2 separate regions of the Gossypium hirsutum genome follow, and region 1 is linked to region 2. A link is a contact called in public Hi-C data. All regions are on one chromosome and are shown on one strand. Each heading gives the region's core, a stretch centred on a gene start, on an enhancer-like site or on the middle of the called end of the contact. The rest is flanking DNA. Distances are from core to core; before and after follow the strand shown. Region 1 holds the start of LOC107954673 (galacturonosyltransferase 8). Region 2 holds the start of LOC107954681 (ethylene-responsive transcription factor-like protein At4g13040).

Region 1 (2,700 bases), core at 164-2,663, 180 kb after region 2:
TTCGGCCCATTCACTAAAACAATAGCTTTACCTTTGTTCTTTGATGACTTTTTCTTCAACACTTTATATTTGATTTGGAGGTTAGACAATAGTTTCCCCCTAGCTGGCAAAACCTTTCCCAAAATTGCCCCATCAGATCCCTTAATTCCAGTGCTACCATTTAAAGCAGTACATTTGATCCCTTCAACCTCATCGTAATTTTTGCTCAGAACGCTGAACCTTGATCCTTCGGCCCTCGCATCAATGCTGTCGACAATTTCCTTCGTTGCCGTCAAGGGCCTCCGTCGTGATTTGCGTTCCACCAGCATCTATGTCCCAAATTGATCCTCTTTGTCACTACCATGTGCTATAGCATCTTTGTTGGAGCTCCTATCCGTAATCCCTCCTTGAGCCACTGTATCATTGTCGAGATTCTCAACCGTAACCCCTTCAGTTGTTTCTCCTTTCTCAAGCCTATGCAGACATGCATCACAAGAGTGTCCGAATCTCCCACACCCGAAGCACACCAAAGACATAGATTCCTATTCCACACGTTGAACTATTCGTCCATTTGCAATTTTGAAACGAGCAATTTCCCAAGGTCAATATAAACCGCAAGTCTCGCAAACTACCTCATAGACTTATTGTCGGTATTGCGGGCTATCTTTGCAACCGGGCCAATTATGCTTCCAATGAATTTTAGAAGGCTTATCGTGTACATGCCCTCCGGCAGCCGAAGCAATTTGATCCAAACCAACAAACTAGTGGGAAACTCTTGATCTGTTGTGAACGAAGGTGCCCACGGCCTTACAGTGAGATATTGGCCAAAAATTGTCCAAGGACCTCCCGACACCGCATGAAGGTATTCATCATCATCCTGAAAATTAACCAAAAAATAATCGTTCTCTAAGTCAATAACTTGTAATGACTGCTTAGTTTTCCAAATAGCTTGCAATCTATTGGTCATGGTAATGTATGAAATTTTCCTTCCCAACAATTTGACGACCATAGTCCGGACCATGCACTTCGCAATAAATTGATAAACTTGTTCGGAGAAAGTGACGGAAGGGATGCAATCAACGATTTTTTTTTTGCATCACCCTCAAGTAACTCGAAGTCTTCTTCATTCTACAGATTAATCCTTTCAACTGTGGTAACTAAAAGCTTATTTTTCCATGACACCGTTTGAACATCATTCGAGACCACTTTCATACTTTTGTCGTTAACAATAGGATTGTCCGGATTCGGTGGATCCTCCGACCTCCACCTAACCTTTTTTGCGGATCTCCTACCATTGTCTCCCACTGAAGCTGTATCACCCTTCCCAGATTCCATTTCAATTTGAGCTGATTTACCCGTTATTAAGAAACACGAAAAATCTAATAAGCAATTGAAATTGATAAGTAAATGAAAAAACTTAGGGAGTGACAGTCAGACGGGATTCCGCGTTTCCTGCTAGCCAGATTCCAAGTGGCAGCTATCACTCAAATTAGCTAAACGAAAATCACAGCCGTTGATCTCCCCCGTACATTTTCTAATTGATCTCTCTCTCTCCATCTAGGTAAAAAGAAATGAAAAACACACACACACACTCACACTCGCAAACAATTAAAGAGTGAGCGACTGCCACTGCCATACCACCATCACCAAATTCGTTATCCTCTCAACTTTCCTTATCATTATCCTTTTGTTTCTGTTTTTCATTTCGATGCGCCGGTGATTGATCTGAAAGATGGCAAATCACCAACGTACATCAAGAATCGGCGTCGGCGGCGGAGGCCCAATGTTTGGAGGTTTTGGCTTTACTGTTAGACTATTGGCTTCTGCCATTACTGTTGCACTCTGTTTCTTCTTTCTTCTTTCTTTTTTCTTCACTTCCCACTCTCATTCTCCTCATCTCCAAACCAACTTTGTAAGTCCTAACTAACTAACTTTATTGGCTCGACATTTAATTTCACTCTTTTTCGATTCTAAGATCAATTAAAAGATGAGAAATGCACATTTCCAGGGTGACTGATTAAACGACGTTGTTTTTTCTTCTATTTCTTTTGGTGTTTTTAGGGTTTCTCCACTGGAATTGGATCCACAAGGAGGTCCGTTTTGGCACTCAAATCCGATCCGCTCAAGCCCCGGCTGGACCAGATCCGGAAACAAGCCGACGACCACCGCTCTCTTGTCCTCGCCTACGCCTCCTACGCTCGAAAGCTAAAGCTCGAAAACTCGAAGATCGTTAGGGTTTTTGCTGATCTATCTCGAAACTACTCGGATCTCATTAGCAAACCATCCTATCAGGCTCTCTTCGAAACCGATTCGCTCTCCATCGACGAGCCCTTGCTACGACAGTTCGAGAAAGAAGTCAAAGAGCGAATCAAAGCCACGCGCCAAATGATCTCGGAAGCCAAGGAATCTTTCGATAACCAGTTGAAGATCCAGAAACTAAAAGACACCATCTTTGCTGTCAACGAGCAACTGACCAAAGCCAAAAAGCAAGGCGCATTTTCCAGCCTTATCGCCGCTAAATCGATCCCAAAAAGCTTACATTGTTTGGCAATGAGGTTGATGGAGGAACGAATCTCGCATCCGGACAAATATACAGATGAAGGGAAACCAATGCCTCCGGAATTCGAGGATCCGAAGCTTTACCATTACGCTATCTTTTCTGATAACGTTCTTGCTGCATCCGTGGTGGTGAATTCAGCCACGAAGAACGCGAAAGAGCCA
Region 2 (2,700 bases), core at 2-2,501:
GAACAAAGAAATTTCCCAGATGTTAATAAACTTTTGCTATCATTTATTACAGCCAACCAAAATTACTTGGTACGGAATTTGGTTGGCTGAAATAGAAACAGCTGGTTTTTCATCACCAAGTACGTTTGATTTCAATAATACTACAAGATAATAAGGGATTCAAGGGCTAAATAGCTTGCACGGATTAGATTTCTGAAAACAGACAACAGATTTGATGCTGGTTAAACAGAAATCAATCGTAGATGGAATTGAAAAATAATATGAACAAACCAATGAAAATACCATGAAACGTGGTTTTCACTTCTAAAAGCTAGCTAGCCTCAAGATAAGGGGGCAATGTGACATAAAGTCAGCCATAATTTTCTTTTTTCTTTTTTAGGTGAAGAAAAGAGATGAATTCATCATAATTTGCATAAAGTAAAAGCCAAAACTTTCATCATGTGAAACTAACAAAGTTGTCCAGTAAGTCTGGCTGATAGAAAACCCAATTATCACTCCGTGGAAAAACAAGTCAACCCCACCAACCTACCACCTTTCATGGAAGCAGATGCAGTGAAAATACAAGACAAAACACAAAACCCAAACTCCAAAACACACAAAAATTCAAGGAGGAAAAGGGAAAAAGCCAAAAATGGCGACAGGGAACCCATAGCCAGGAAACGCAGAAAACCCACCCATTACAAGGAAGAAGATAAATAAACCCCAGAACAAAAAGTCATTTATTTGGTACCTGAGAAAGGAGAAAGAAAAGGTGGTAGTCGGGACAGCGCAGAAACCGAGGAAAACAGAGAGAGAAAGACAATTTTATTAAGGTTGAACCTAAAATCTGGTAAAAGAAAACAAAAAGAAAGGTTAAAAAAAACTCAGGATCCTTAGGTGTTACGAGAAGGATCAAGGAAAGGAGATGGTGGTGAAATAAGAGAAAGAGTGAGGAAAGAACGGAAGGGAGAAATAAGAAAGATGAGAGATTTCAACAAGTTTGTGTTGGTGTGGTGGTGGCTCATGCATCTACCACTACCACCTTTTGTTTGTTTCTTTTTTTTTTTTAATTTTATTTATTTATTTCAGTTTGTGAGGTGAAAGCTCATTTTGTTTTCTATGAAAGGGTGGTGAAGCTGCCTGCTGTTGAATGCTGAAAATCAATCAACAACAATAAAACAAAACAAATCAAAGCAAGGCCAAGTCTTGGGGAGAGAGAGAGAGAGAGAGAGAGAGAGAGGAGGGGGTTTGAATATGTGGAGGCCTACGTATCCTCTGTATTGGGTGTACCTTTTGAAGAGTTTTGGTCATTAGTCGGCTATGGTTCCAATATTAACCCCTCTAATTTAATCTCTTCGGTTTTTTTTCCTTTTTAATTTAGAATTATATTTCTTTTTTAAAATAGATTTTTTTTCACTTTCTTTGTTATATATACTTTATTATTATTAAGTGTATCTCTATTAGAATAAGAAATTTGATATAGATTAAAATTTTAATATTTATTATTAGTAGAATTTTATATAATTGGTTAAATTCCACTATTAGATATGTATTTGTAAATAGTAATTTCAATGTCTCTACTTTAATTTGATTTGGGGTGAAAATTATCTGTTTAATTGAAATAATCAAAATAATTAAACTAGATTAATCAAATTTTTTTGATTTAATTGATTTTTGATTAATTGGTTACCTATATCGATTTAAACGGTTAATTCGATTTAGTTTTAGTTTTAAAAATCTAAACCAAGATAACCAAATAAACTAATTTTTTAAAACATTAAAACATAAATTTATAATTATATGTATACCCAAGTAACCAAGCACAACCCAAAAATAAAAAATCAAACCCAACCCAACCCAAATATAAATCTAGCCCAAAAACTAAATATAAACTAAAAATCCAAACCTAAACCCAAACCCAATTTAATTTTAATTACAATTATATTATTTACATAATTAATTTATTTTTAAAAAATAAATATCTAAAACTAAACAAAACGAGGTTCGGCTTTTACATTTCTTTTAATTTCTCCTCTTCCTCGTCCCAAATCTGAAAAAAAAAAAAAATCGCCAACACCAGCCCCTCTTCAAGTCAGCAGACCGACGGTCGATGCCCCTTTTCAACTCTCCTCTGTTCGACGGTCGACGCTCGAGCTTGACGTCTCACACACGTGCACCAGTCACCATCATCGTTGGCAGATTCATTCATCTCATTGCACGGTAAGATAGTTTAACTTAATTTTCTTTTTTTATGTATTTATTTCTTTTATTTCTCTAAATACTTTCTCTGCTGCAAATTTTGATGGTTGTCGACAAAGAGAGAATGTTTTTGTCGGTTTTAGCTTAGTTGCGTCTTAGCTCATTGACTTTTGTGCGTAGTGCTCTCTTTTTTTCTACCATCGATTCCACTTTGTTTCCCTTAACTTCAACGTGAATTACTTATTCTAGTGAACCCCATAGCTCGAATCTGCTAGTAAAAGTGGGAAAAGAAACTAGGTTAATTAAAAAAATAACTATAAAAATTGATAAACCGTACCGAATCGACTGATTTGGTTATTTCAGTTTTACACATAAGTTCAGTTTGGTTAATTCTTTTACAACAAAAATTTTGATTTATGCGGTTATTGTCATAAAATAACCGAATAGATCGAATGCACACTTTTTATGGTATTTTTCATTTTCGAACCAAAACCTGAATATAACCTCGAACTATCGACCCAC

What was found. Hi-C and Micro-C count contacts between places; a contact is called where the count stands out from the background.
Region 1: a Hi-C map of hypocotyl shows a contact between it and region 2, with 5 times the contacts expected there. The contact joins the promoter of LOC107954673 here to the promoter of LOC107954681 in region 2. A contact is called at or near these places in 12 of 34 Hi-C or Micro-C datasets (anther, callus, fibers and 3 more).

The regions. Positions count from the first base shown.
Region 1 is chrD07:31,440,573-31,443,272 of Gossypium_hirsutum_v2.1, forward strand. LOC107954673 (galacturonosyltransferase 8) reads left to right here and starts at 1,414. Exons shown (of 3, transcript XM_016890300.2): 1 at 1,414-1,891; 2 at 2,041-2,700. The coding sequence starts at 1,712.
Region 2 is chrD07:31,257,408-31,260,107 of Gossypium_hirsutum_v2.1, forward strand. It overlaps LOC107954681 (ethylene-responsive transcription factor-like protein At4g13040), which reads right to left and starts at 1,252. Exons shown (of 7, transcript XM_016890308.2): 1 at 731-1,252. It overlaps LOC107954680, which reads left to right and starts at 1,974. Exons shown (of 4, transcript XM_041096539.1): 1 at 1,974-2,199.